Linked DNA regions of Rattus norvegicus: region 1 is linked to region 2. A link is a contact called in public Hi-C data. All regions are on one chromosome and are shown on one strand. Each heading gives the region's core, a stretch centred on a gene start, on an enhancer-like site or on the middle of the called end of the contact. The rest is flanking DNA. Distances are from core to core; before and after follow the strand shown. Region 1 holds the start of Htr6 (5-hydroxytryptamine receptor 6). Region 2 has its middle 14 kb from the start of Otud3.

What was found. Hi-C and Micro-C count contacts between places; a contact is called where the count stands out from the background.
Region 1: a contact with region 2 is called in a Hi-C map of Schwann cells, with 7 times the contacts expected there. The contact joins the promoter of Htr6 here to the enhancer-like site in region 2. A contact is called at or near these places in 11 of 12 Hi-C or Micro-C datasets (the A7r5 cell line, the Rat2 cell line, Schwann cells and 6 more) and 1 of 1 datasets of contacts at active chromatin or transcription factors (oligodendrocytes).

Annotation. Positions count from the first base shown.
Region 1 is chr5:156,593,520-156,600,513 of GRCr8, forward strand. Htr6 (5-hydroxytryptamine receptor 6) reads right to left here and starts at 1,628. Exons shown (of 3, transcript NM_024365.2): 1 at 597-1,628. The coding sequence starts at 1,310. LOC120103015 (a long non-coding RNA gene) reads left to right here and starts at 5,942. Exons shown (of 4, transcript XR_005505062.2): 1 at 5,942-6,994.
Region 2 is chr5:156,455,455-156,462,672 of GRCr8, forward strand. No RefSeq gene overlaps it. Among named protein-coding and RNA genes, the nearest start is that of Otud3, 14 kb to the left of the region's middle. Within about 2 kb of position 5,162, at least 1 of the 93 cell types and tissues checked has an H3K27ac peak or open chromatin away from gene starts, as enhancers often do. A contact at or near this core is called in Schwann cells, where this site is marked.

The DNA.
Region 1 (6,994 bases), core at 378-2,877, 130 kb after region 2:
GGCCCCCTCTCAAAGTAAGGCCAGAAATCTTGGCACAGAGTTATGCTTGGCAACTTTGAGGACTGTCCTCTGGGCCCTGAGGCTGGTAGACAGAGAAGAAAAGAGGGAGAAAGGAGAAAGGGAGGGTTAGAGTTCGGCCCAGAAGCATCCTCAGGCCATATTCTGAGGTGGGTTTTTGCCTTGTGGAGAGCTAGGTTTGTAGCAGGAAAGCAACACAACCACCTTCTTTTCAGTGTCTCTGGCTCCAACTGGGAAACTGGACTGCAGTGGGAGAGAGAAGTCTATCAAAGGCTGCCTGGTGAAAGGTGACAGTGGCTAGGACAAGAGAGGATGCTTTCTAAGTTTCCCACATGTGATACAGGATGGTGCCTGTCATGGAGAAGCATGCCAGCTTCCTCCTCCACATCCACGTTTAACAGCTCACCACAGTCCGCATATCTCGGCACAGTCAGTCCTTGAAATTCATTAGAAAGGCATAGCCGCAGCCTTGTAGGATTAGCAGCCAGCGCTTACTATGAGGCAGTCACCCACTGGTCTAATGGAGGTTTATTTCTCCCCATCCCAAAAACCAGGTCTCCCAAACCCACCCCGGGTACCTGCAAGGTTTCCAAGGCCTGGCCAGCCGTGCCCGTGGTGAGCGAGGCCACTTGCACCGCCTGCTTGCGGGCAGCCAGAAGGATCCTGCAGTAGGTGAAGCAGATGGCACCCGAAGGCAGGAAAAAGGTGACGCCGGACGCCACGAGGACAAAAGGCAGGCTGGCCAATAGGCGGCACTGGCCAGGGGCAGGTGTTCGAGCTTTGCCCAGTTCGTGCCAGCCCAGCAAGAGGGGTAGGAAGGAGGCAAGCGCCGCGAGGCTCCAGGCACCCAGGATGAGCGCCAGGGCTCGCGGGGCTGTCATGCGCAGCTTGTAGCGCAGCGGCGAGAGGATGAGCAGGTAGCGGTCCAGGCTGATGAGGCAGAGGTTGAGGATGGAGGCGCTGCAGCACATCACGTCGAAGGCAGTCCAAAGCAGACAGAGGCCTCGAGCTAACACCCAGCGCCCATACAGCGCGTTCAGCATGGCTGGGGGCATCACCACCAACCCCACCATCAAGTCCGACGTGAAGAGCGACACCAGAAAGAAGTTAGACGTGTTGCGCAGCGCGGGCTGCGTGCAAATGAGCACGATCAGCAGCGAATTGGCGGCTGCTGTCAGCACGATGACCACGCACAGCGCGGCAGCCACCCAGCCGCTGCCCCCCGGAGCAGGCGGTGGCCCGGGACCCCAGGCTGGGGTGCTACTGTTGACAGGGCCTGGCTCTGGAACCATGGGGACTGGGTTGAGGACCAAGACGGGATATGGTGACTGCAGGTACAGGGTGAAGGCAAAGGAGGAGAAAGGAAGCTGCACCTTAGAGTAGTATTGGCAAAACGGGGTTCTTAGGTCATCGAGCAGCGATTTCAAGAGATCGGGAGGAGTTGTAGGGGTGCCTCCTACGGCAGGGCCACCTGGAGTACTCGGGTAAGAAGTTTGGGGAGGGGTACTGATGTGACGAGTCAATGAAAGTTAGCTTGGGGCTGGATGAGAGCCCTGGGATGGAATAGGGCCACCGGGGATGCCATAAGATGGGGGTGGGGTTCCTGGCTAGGGGCACAGCTGGGGATGTGGGAGCAGGAGCCGAACTCCCGCCTTCCGGCCGGGGCAGTCTCTCCGAGAAGGGTGGGCGTGTGAGTACGTTAGATCACCAGCTGTCGCGCGTGGGGGTTGCAATGGGGTGGCCCAAGAGCAGAAGCGCAGCCCGGAGACGGAAAGCAGGTCTCCTCTCGCCTTGAGGCACCGCAGGATCCCCGGTACCGGAGGCCGCGGACCGGGCCGGGCCAGACCTGGCCGGGGAAAGAGGGCTGGCAGAAGAGCGCAGCGCGGCGCTCCGCCCTCCCAGCCGCGCCGGCTCGCCTGGCCGCCTCCCGCCCGCGCTCCCTACCTGGGCGCTCGCCGGTGATCCGCTGCCGGCGACTGCGGCAAGCGCCGCGGGGTTGGAGACTACAGGAGGCGGCTGGTGGCGCGGCGGACATAGGGCTCCCGAGCCCGGGAGACAGCGCGCAGGAGCCCGCGACGCTTCTGCCACGCGCGATCCCGGAGGCTCCGAGGGTGCGCCCCGCCCCGCGGTGGGCGGGCAGAGCCGAGCCCCTCTAGCAGGCGAGCCGGGTCATGGTACCCAAGGCCTGGAGAAGGATGCTCCGAGCGCTCCCGGGAGCCCGCAGTCCCCACACCTCCGCCTGCGGCTTCCCTGCCCACATGTGATGGCGCAGGCAGAACTCAAGGAAGGGGGACGTGACCTGTATGTACCTGGAGACTGCTCCCCAGTGGGGGGGTCGGGCCACTCACTGTGAGAGTCACCACGCTTTCAAGGGGAGTCAGCTGGAAAATACCGAGCAAGCCGTTAGAGAGCCTTCTGAGCCTCAGTTTCTGGATCTATACAATGGGTAAATAATTTCTGCCACTCTTCACCTTTGAGTTCCCCCCATCCGTTCTCCAACAACACTGAGTGATTTTGGTGAAGGTCCCCGTCCCTGACCTGTTGGCACTCCAAGTCTCAGTGTGAGATTTGGGAATCTCCAAGCCATTAGAAGGGAAGCCGCTGCAAACGGGGGCAGGGTATAGCGCCTCCTAGTGATGACCAAGTTTTCTTCACACCTAGTAGGTACCAGGTACTGCTCTGGACCATCTAGACTACATTAGATGATGCTTCCCATTGGTGAACTTCTATTCTAGCCAAGGAAACGGGCAAGAAACGCTCAACGGAAACGTAAAGTGGCCATTTTTATAGGAAAAGGAGGAGAAGGAGGAAGAGGACGAGGGAGAGAGAAAATGTACAGCAATATGAAGAGAACCTGGTGGATGTCTTTTCCGAAATGGAAATACCTCCCACTTAGAAGAGCCCACTGCGTTCATGGCCTTGGTTTGTCCTGGAATATCTCTACCCAGATTCCTACCCCCAACTCTAAAGCCAGGATATATATGCCAGAAATATAAATGCCAGAAAGAAGGCGTTAACTGTCCTGTCACGGTATCCACTCATGCCCAAAGGTGGGTGGAGTCAGCGGCAGCTCGCAAAAGACATCCCTATCCCTCACTCCACACTGGGTAACCCGAGGAACAGAAGGTCGTCCCTGGATGGAGACTCAGAGACCGGCTTGAGACCCCAGCTCCGCTGCTCAGTAAACTCTGCACATTCAGGGCCAGTGGCAGCTGACCCTTCGGTCTTCTTTCCTCTTCAGCCACCGTTAGCAGAATTCCATGTCTGACTCACTGAGTGTCAGGGGAGATTAGATGACACTGCGTGGTCTGACAGCTTAACGGTCCTGTGTCAGTGCTAGCTGTCGGCTTCACTGGTGTTTGGCCCTGAGGTGCCCCCATAGCCCAGAGATGCCTAACACCAGCAGCAGTCGATACATTTGGGGCCCGGTGATCTGGGTTCACAGTCACAATCTGCTACTTGACCTGTAAATGTGGCAAAGGTTTCTCTTTTTTTCTTCTTTTTTTCTCTCCTGCCTATGATTGCTTGCCTGCGTGTATGTCTTGTGCCTATGGAGGCCAGAAGAGAGCATCGGATCCCCTGGGACTGGAGTTAGAAATGGTTGTGAGCTGCCGTGTGGGTGCTGGGACTCAAACAGGTTCTCCGGAAAAGCAGCCACTGTTCCTAACCACTGAGCCATCTCTCCAATCCTGTGGCAAAGGGTTTGTTTTCTCTTGGAAGTGTGTGTGTGTGTGTGTGTGTGTGTGTGTGGTGTGGTGTGTGCCTGTGTGCATGTGTGTGGAAGAGGAGAGAACTTTCAAGCATTCTCTCCTATCGTATGGGGTTGAGGGATGGATCCCATAAGGTCCTGAGCTTTAACTGCAGGCATCTTTGAGCTCAGCGTCTCTTCTGCGTGGGCCTTATTTGCATGTGTTTGTTTCATTCACTCCCATGCTTGTTTTTCTTTCTTTCTTTCTTTTCTTTTCTTTTCTTTCTTTTTTTTTTTTTTTTTTTTTGAGACAGGATCTCATTATGTAGCCCAGGTTAGCCTCAGATTTTCCATTTTCCAGTTTGGTTTCCTGAGGACTGGGTTACAGGCATCACCACCATGCTGGGCTGTGGAAGACCTTTCAGTTCTCCATGCTGTGATATCAGATAGCAGAGATGCAAATGGGATGGCTGTTTGAGCCGTCTCTTCACATCTCACAAAACATGACCATTTTATATATCTGTCTGTCTATCTATCCATCACCTATCTATCTGTCTGTCTGTCTACCTACCTATCTATCTATCCATCCTCTGGCTGGCTGTCTACCTATCTGTCATCTATCATCTATCTATCATCTATCTACCTATCATCTATCTATCTACCTATCATCTATCTATCTATCCATCATCTATCTGTCTGTCTGTGTACCTATCTATCTATCATCTATCTACCTACCTATCTACCCATCAATCTATCTATCATCTATCTACCTATCATCTATTTACCTATCATCTATCTATCTATCTATCTACTTACTTACCTACTTTTATTTTTTTCGTTTGGGTGTTTTGCCTGTGGGAATATGTGTACACTGCATAATGTAGTGCCATGGAATGCCAGAAGAGGGCGTCAGATTCCCTGGAACAGGTTTGAGCCACCACGTGGTCCCTGGGAACTAAACCTGGGTCATCTGTAGGAACAGCCAGTGCTCCTAACCACTGAGTCCCCAAAACGTGATCATTTTAACACGTGCTCATTCTAGGTGACCAATTCTTCACACCTGTTTGCTATATGATAATCTGCGCTATGCTATAATTAAAAAGTTTATTTTCAGCCGGGTAAATGATGGCTCACAACTTTAATCCCAGCACTCAGGAGGCAGAGGCAGGCGGATCTCTGAGTTCAAGGCCAGCTTGATCTATAGTCAGGGCAAGAGAAACCCTCTCTTAAAAAAAGGAAAAAATGGGCTGGAGAGATGGCTCAGCCGTTAAAGGCTAGGCTCACAACCAAATATATAAAAAAAGGAAAAAGTTTATATCTAAGACTGGCCCTGGTCGTGCTGCCACCTTGTGGCCATACTGTTAATACCTGGAACTTCAGGAAGTTCTTCAGTTGTCCTTTTGTGTCCTAGAATGAATGGCTGGAGTGGAGGCCTTCCTAGCATCACAGGTGCAGAGGGACTTTTGAGAATTTTTAACCCTTTGCTAGCTACTCCCGGCCACAGTAAGTGGCTTCTCTATAGGAAGGAAGCAGGCAGTCATGCCACCTTGGGATATTAGACCAACTATCTCAGGAATTCTCACCCCTGCTCCACTCTCCATGCCTGGAGACACAGAGGACCAGTCCCACTACACAGAGGGACAAGCCAAGGTCTGTGGAGGTTGTGAGTCCTGCAGGAAGCTGCTCTTGCAGAAGGTGCTGTGAGGGTCACCTCCACACAGGCAGGTCTTGGGTTTTGTTCATTGCTAAGCCATGATGAGCACGGTCTAGGTTCTTTTTTTTTTTTTTTAACTTATTTATTTATTTTTTTTTTTGGTTCTTTTTTTCGGAGCTGGGGACCGAACCCAGGGCCTTGAGCTTCCTAGGTAAGCGCTCTACCACTGAGCTAAATCCCCAGCCCCAACTTATTTATTTTTATTTTATGTGCACTGGTGTTTGAGGGTGTCAGAGTCCCTAGAACTGGGAGTTGCAGACCATTGTGAGCCGCCATGTCGTTGCTGGGATTTGAACCCAGGACCTCTGGAAGAGCAGCCAGTGCTCTAACCACTGAGCCATCTCTTTGGCCTGTAGTCTAGGTTCTTAATAAATAGTTGTCTCATAAGAGAATGAGTAAGTGGACAAATCACTCGTCCAGCCACTCGAAGCATAGGCCAGTCACTCATTCTCCGTGATCACAGCAGCTTATACTTCCGAGGTATCATCTAATGCCAGGCACCGCTCCCATCCGGGCTTGTGCACTGACTCACAGCACGCTCCCTCCCCCCCCACCCCCAAGAGCAGACTTGACCGTGAGCAATAGTGCCCCCTCTACACACAGCAAGACTGAACCCCAGAGACATGCGGTCTCTCAAGAATCGCAGTTAGAAAGTGACCTTGCCAGGATTTGAACCCAGGTCGGTACAGACCTGCCCAGAGGCCTGGAGCAAGGGAAGAACCAGATGCTAACTGGTCCCAAGCAAGACTGGGAAGTTAGCTCCAGTCAAGCCAGCTATCTTGATCGCTAATCTGTAAAGATGCTAAAGCCCTCGCTGCTTGTGCAAAGGGATGAGGGGCTGCAATTTTGTTCCTGCGTTCTCTCCGTGGCTCAGTTCAAGCTCGGTGGGGGTGAAACTCTGAAATCAGCACCCCATGTACACGCACGTCCACACATGCACGCACATGCACTTGCATTTACACACATACTTCATGTGGATGCAGTTCCCGAGACTTCTAGAATTCTATTTTCTGCAGAGTGTGACGGCACATACACGGATTCTCGAGGCTGGGGCTGGAGGACCATGAGCTCGAATCAACTCTAGGCTACAGAACATCCCCCCGCCCCAAAGACAGGAAATATGATCTACCCGTCCGGAGAGTGCTTACCTAGATGCATGCCGTCTTGGCTTTCATCTCCAGTGCTAGATAAATCAGGCATGGTGGCACAGAGCTGTAGTAGCAGCATTCCAAAGACAGAGGCAAAGGGACCAGAAGTTCATGGTCATAGCCTGCCCAGGCTAAGACATGGTCACAAAAAACAAAACAAAAACAAACAAAACAAAACACAAAAAAAAAACCCAAAACTAATTTGTCCTGTGCAAGCAAACATGAGGATCTGAGATGGATCCCCAGAACCTATGTTTAACATATATGTATACATACATACATACATACATACATACATACATACACACATATATACTGATGTTGGGCAGGGAAGCAAGATGGCAGGTAAGGGTACTTCCCACCAAGCCTGATGGTCTTTCAATATCCCGTGCCCACAAGATGGAGAGAACCATCTCCCAAACATTG
Region 2 (7,218 bases), core at 3,912-6,411:
CTCAAACGAGTGGGTATTCTCTTTGAAGTTCCCAAATACAGAACCCTAAACTCTAAGACAAGCATCTCCAAAGGAAGGGAAACCTGAGATTTCCGTCACTTCGTAAGACAGAGATAACCCCTCACTATGTAGATATAGATCATGCACCTATGTAGATAGCCAAAATGAAGCTAACCATACATTAATATGTATGTCTGTATGTATATGCATGTGTGTGTGTATGTGCGTGCGTGCGTGTGTGCATGTGTGTGTGTGTGTGTGTGTGTGTGTGTGTATTTGTGGAGTTTGCTTACAGGAAAATGATCATGCCTGAAGTGACTCCTTTGGGTAGATAGAGTGCTTGCTGCTCTTCCAGAGGACCAAAAGTCCATTCCCAGCACCCACATTAAGAGGCTCACAGGGGTTGGGGATTTAGCTCAGCGGTAGAGCGCTTACCTAGGAAGCGCAAGGCCCTGGGTTCGGTCCCCAGCTCCGAAAAAAAGAACCAAAAAAAAAAAAAAAAAGAGGCTCACAACCACCTGTAACTCCAGGTCCAGGGCATCCAACACCCTCTTCCGCCTGCCAGACACTTGCACACACGTGCATGTGCTCACACATGCACACACTTGTACATACAAAGCTAAATATTGAAAGAACTCTTTTAAAAATTCACAAACTCAGGCTGGAGAGACAGCACAGTGGCTGAGGGCCCTGGCTGCTCTTCCAAAGGACCTGGGTTTAGGTCCCACATGGTGGCTCACAGCCATCTGTAACTCCAGTTCTGGGTGTTCTAAACCCTCTTAGGGCCAGACATACACTGGTATGCACTGACATGCATGCGGATAACATATCCACGTGCATAAAATAATAAATAATTAAAAAAAACACACAGGGAAGTGACACACACACCTCTAATCCCAGCACTCATGAGGCAGAAGCAGGTGGATCTCTGTGAATTTAATGCTGGCATGGTTTACAGAGTGAGTTCCAGGATAACCAGGGCTACACAGATGAACCCTGTCTCAAAAAAAAAAAAAAAAGAAAAAAAAGAAAAAAGAAAGAAAAAGAAAAAGAAAAAGGAAAAGAAAGAAAGAAACAAAGAAAAAGAAAAGGAAATCACAAACTCACTAAATATACAGATCTGCTAGGGTTTCCCAACTTTTCTTTTTTTTTTTTTTTTGGTTCTTTTTTTCGGAGCTGGGGACCGAACCCAGGGCCTTGCGCTTCCTAGGCAAGCGCTCTACCACTGAGCTAAATCCTCAGCCCCCAACTTTTCTAGTGGAAAATACACCGTACTTGAAAGGGGCCTGAACATGCCACTCAACTCAATAGCTGGCTGCAAAGCCATCTCTGCGGTGCTTAGGACCTCAGGAAAGGTGGGAATTTTTAAGTAAATTATGTCCTATCTGCTGAAAAGGAACCATTCAAGTCAAGCATGGCAGTTCATGCAAGGGATTTCAGTGCTGGAGAACAGAAAGAGGAGGTGCCATGAGTCTACAGCCAACCTGGGTGACATCACGAGTTCTCGGTCAGCCAGAGCTACACACAAGACCCTGTCTCGAAGGAAAGGGAAGGACAGAGACAGAGAAAGATGGACAGAGACAGACAGACAGACAGACAGACAGACACACACACACACACACACACACACACACACACGGGGGGGGGCGCTGGGGAAGGACATTAAGGGAGTCTCCTTGAAGATAGCAGCTAGATTAGAATGGAATGACCTGTGCAGTGTGTTCTTGAATGAAAAGAAGAGGAAGAGGAGGAGGAGGCAGAGGGGAAGAAGGAGGAGGAAGAGGAGGAGGAGGAGGGGGAGGAGGAGGGGGAGGAGGAAGAGGAGGAGGAGGAGGAGGAGGAGAAGGAGAAGGAGAAGGAGAAGGAGAAGGAGAAGGAGAAGGAGAAGGAGAAGGAGAAGAAGACCACCTTCGCAAAGGACAAAGGAAAAAGGCAGAGACAGAGAGACAGAGAGACAGATTCCCACCCTTGGTCTGCTGGTTGCGTTTGAATGGGTGAGCAGCCCCTGACCCTCTGCTCTCAGCTCCTCCCAAGTTTCACTTGGTACCAAAGCGCTCAGACCCTTTGGGGAAAATGTCAAACCCCTTATCCTCCAGCCGCTAGTCCATCATACCCCACTTTGATTCACGCGGATGTGTCACCGTGAGGATCTCTAAGCAAACCCATTCATTCCAAGACTCCTCATAGCTGCCAATCATTGACTGGAGTTACAGACAGCGGTGAGCGGCTGACAGGGGTGCTGGAAACGGAATTCTACTGGTCTGAAAGAGCAGGAAGTGCTCTTAACTACTGAGACATTGCTCCAGCCCCTGCACTGAGATATTCGTGGGGAGGAGGGGTGGAGGCCACATTCATACAACTTTTATTATAACATGTTGTCATTGTTCTATTTCTCAATTACTATGATTAGTAATAATAATGCAATGTATTTAATAATGTGTAAATAATAATCTATGCATTAAACTTTATTGTAAGTATAGGAAACCACACTCACACACACACACACAAACACATACTCACACACACACTCACACACACTCACATACATACAATAACACACTCACACACACTCACAAACACACTCACACACTCACACACACTCACACACATACAATCACACACACTCACAAACACACTCACACACTCACACACATACACACTCACACACACTCACACACATACAATCACACACTCACACACAACACACTTGCACTCATACACACTCACACACTCACACACATACAATCACACACTCACACACATACACACTCACACACACTCATACACATACAATCACACACTCACACTCACACAATACACACTCACACACACTCATACACATACAATCACACACTCACATTCACACTCATACACACTCACACACTCACACACATACAATCACACACTCACACACTCACACTCACACACACTCGCACACGCACACGCGCACACACACACACACACATATCTGGTGCCGTCTGCACTTACAGTTTGGAACATCTATCAAGGGCTTTGGAACCCACTCCCTGGAGGGTAAGCTGGGTGTGCCGTGGTACAGCATGGCTGTATGATATGATAGGTAATCTGATCCTTACGTTGTCTCCCACGTAACTAAAGAGAGCATAGGAGATGGTTCTCCTCTCTACTTGGGGTGAGAAAAGTGGTGTCCCAGCAATACCTACAGCTTCCGTCTTCTAGCAAGCTTTTCTTGGCCATCTTCCTGAGCGATACAAATGTACCCCTTCCCCCCCACCCCCGCAACTCTTCTGGTGGAGAAAAAGAAAGAGAAAGAACAACAGATTTTGTGCATGGACTGGGGCCGGGTGGAGATAGGATCAGGAGGGATTGTGAGTACAGAGAGGGAAGACTGGAATAGGTGGGCACTTAAGGCACAATGTGGAACCCTAGTGGAGTGGAAACATCCTGGGACTGCCTAAGAGGGTGACCCTGTCAAGGACTCCTAGTAATAGAGGCTACGGGACCTGAACTGACTTCTGTAACCAGGCCAGGCTTGCAGGGGTGGGACTGAGACACCAGCCCAGCCACAAAACCTACAACCTACAACCTGTCCTACCTGAAAGATGTGCTGAGGGGAATGGTGGCTCAGAGATTGCAGGAGTGGCCAGCCAATGGCTGATCTAATCGTGAGGGGGTCGGGGCACTGGGATCCGGAAGCTGGATGGGTCGGAGACCTAGGGAGGAACCAAACATGACTGACCAAAACCAAACCAAAACAAAACAAACAAAGCCAAAAAGAACCTCAAAGAAATGATTCCTAATGATTCCCTGCTCTATTCGCAGATCGGTGCCGAACTCGATAGTCAGAGAGCCTTCCTACTGTAACTGATGGGAGCAGACAGATGCAGAGACTGACCACTAAACATTAGGAGATTCTCGGAGAACCCAACAGAAGAGGCGCAGGAAGGATTGTCGAGGACACCAGGAGAACACGGCCCACAGAATCAGCTAAGTAGCGCTCACAGGGACCCACAGACATGGAGGCGCCATCATGGAGCCCGCATGGATCTGCACTAGACCCTGCACACATGCTGTAGCTGTTTGGCTTGGGGTTTTTTGTTGGACCCCTAACAGTGGGAGTGGGGTGTCTGTGACTCTTTTGCCTGCTCACGGGACTCTTTTCCTCCTAATGGGTTGCCTGGTCCAGCCTTTTTTGTTTTTTTTTTTCTTTCTTTTTTTTTTTTCCGGAGCTGGGGACCGAACCCAGGGCCTTGCACTTGCTAGGCAAGTGCTCTACCACTGAGCTAAATCCCCAACCCCCCCCCCCCCCCCCCCCCGTCCAGCCTTAATAGGAGGATTTGGACCTAGTCTTTTTGCATCTTGTTATGCTGTGTCGGGTTGACAGGACTGAGAGGTCTGCTCTTTTCTGAAGGTGCAGAGGAGCACCTGGGTCTGGGGAAGGGGAGGGGAGACTTGGAGCAGGGGAGAGGAAACTGTAGTCGGGATGTACTGCTAAGAGTAAAGAAAAGGAAAAGACAGAGAGATAAAGAAGCCATTGTAAGGCACAAGAAAGAAAACCCAAGACAAGGGTGTTGTGGGAACCAAGAGACGGGCCTCCTCACTCAGGCCTGGGAGGAGGAAGAGGAGGGACATTTATTATTAGTTTTGAATGGCGGATAACATTTGACTAGAACGGGCACTGTGGAAGGATATCCCAAAAATATGGAGTCATCAGAGAGGTTTCATCACTAAATATCCAAATATGAATTTCTTTCTATTCATGATGTCTGGGAACGGGTGGGGGTTAGATGCATGTTTATTAACATGTGTGTTCAGACACACATACACACACAAAGCACACACACACCACAACACAGTAAAGTGTTAAACAAAAGCCAAGGACATGAGAATCATCTGTCCCACCACATGGATTCAGACGTAACCATCCATCCGGGGACTCTTGCTTTTCTAGCACCAACCTCCATACTTTTACCCCACGTGTGCGTTGAGTCTCATGACAGCAAAGCCTTCGGTTCCAGGAATAGGGAGGGATTTCTCTGGAGCTCGATGTCCAGTTCGGCAAACTTCGCCATCCTTGCCTCTGCCGTATGGTTATCTTCATGAGATCAGAACGCCTACAGACCGAGCAGCCTTCTTGCCAGCCCCATAAATGAGAAGTCAAGGGCGGGTCAGTATCAGAGAAAGACTTTATTGTTACCCACTTTGCCAGTTCGCAGCCCGAGCAGGTGAATCATCTCCAGAGATCAGAATCCAACACCCGCCCCCAACTCTGGAAGCCGCCTGCAGCAGGGGGATTTTCCAGAGGACGCCACTTCTAAGCAAAATGCAAAGAAGACCAGGGATCCCGGGAGAGTTGGGGGGGGGGGGATGAGAAACGCTCATCATAAGTTTGTTGGGCATGGATAACTCAAGGTGACACGGGTGCCTCTGTGACCCACTTCAAGCACTTTCTTGTAACCCCTCCGGATTCTCTAAGGATTATTCCTAACTCACTCCCAGATTAGGAACCAAGGCTTGGAGGTATCTGTCTGGTCAGGAAACAGCAGTTTGTTTGTTTGTTTGTTTGTTTGTTTGTTTGTTTGTTTTAAAGAGCTACTTGTTTATTTTGATTGCTCCATCTGCACGTACAGCAGTGTGCCAGAAGAGGGCATCGGATTCCATTACCGATGGTTGTGAGCGACCACGTGGTTGCTGGGACTTGAACTCAGGACCTCTGGAAGAACAGCCAGTGCTCTTAACCCCTGAGCCATCTCTCCAGCCCTCAGCAGACACTTTGAAGTCCAAGATACTCCATTGTCTTCCTTGCCCAACATGAGATGTACCTCTAAAATCCTCAAGATGGCTCCGTGGGTAAAGGTGTCTGGTGCTAAACTCATGACTCAAGTTTGATTCCCGGGATCCATAGGGAGGAAGGAGAAAACTGATTTCTGAAAGTTGTTCTCTGAATCCCTCACAAGGACCGTGGTAGGGCGTGTACACACACGTACACACACACACACACACACACACACACACACACACACACAAACCTTGTATAAAAACATATGTATGGCTTCAAAATGTACTTGGTTGTTTTTGTTTTTGTTTTTGTTTTTGAGACAGGGTCTCTCTGTGCAGCCTTGGCTGTCCTGGAAATTACTCTGCAGACTAGGCTGGCATTAAACTCACTGCCTCTGCCTCCTGAGCACTGGGAATAGAGGCGCCACCTGGCCAAAATGCACTTCTAAACGTTCTGAGGACTTCCACGAAAAGTGCCACTCTTGTCTCTGACACACACCCACACATACAAGATCTCCCCAGATTTGGGGGGGACCCTTACCTATACATGAGCGCAAACACATCTACACACACAATGTACCCCACACGTGAACATGTAAACATAAAGAATAGAAAAGCAGTCACAGCCATGAAGCTGAACCCCCAGATCAAAGGACGCTAGGGAGAGCAGGGGATCTCTCCGAAAACAGCAGCGTAGTTGCAGACTGACTGACGTGCAGGTTGACATGACAACCTGGACACACTTGGGAACACCCATCCCGCCATCCAGACAGCCAAGAGCTAGGCTCGTGTCCACGGGTCACTTTACTGTTCTTCTCTTTCCAACGGTGCGGGAAGTTCAGTTGCTGTCGAGGGGCAGCTCCGGGGAGGGCCATCCCCATCTCACCTCGGGATGAAGCACAGAGACACTCAGCACAGAGGCCCACCCTTTGAGATGGTCTCCATGGCACATGAAGTCAGCCTCAGTGGCCTGGCTGCTGGAACAACCTTGCCCCAGTAGACCTTGTTTTCTGACAGGGCACTCTGACTGCAAACACGGTTAGAGCTGTCTCTTTCCACATCCAAAGAAGCAAAACCCTCTCCTGAGGTAAAACCCTCTCCTGAGGTAAAACCTTCTCCTGAAGTAAAACCCTCTCCTGAGGTAAAACCTTCTCCTGAGGTAAAACCCTCTCCTGAAGTAAAACCCTCTCCTGAGGTAAAACCTTCTCCTGAGGTAAAACCTTCTCCTGAAGTAAAACCCTCTCCTGAGGTAAAACCTTCTCCTGAGGTAAAACCCTCTCCTAAGGTAAAACCCTCTCCTGAAGTAAAACCCTCTCCTGAGGTAAAACCTTCTCCTGAGGTAAAACCCTCCTCTCCTGAGGTAAAACCCTCTCCTGAGGTAAAGGCTTCTAGGAAGGAAGCTCAATAGCTACAGTTTTTTTCTTTCATATGTACATATCAGAGAGAGAGAGAGAGAGAGAG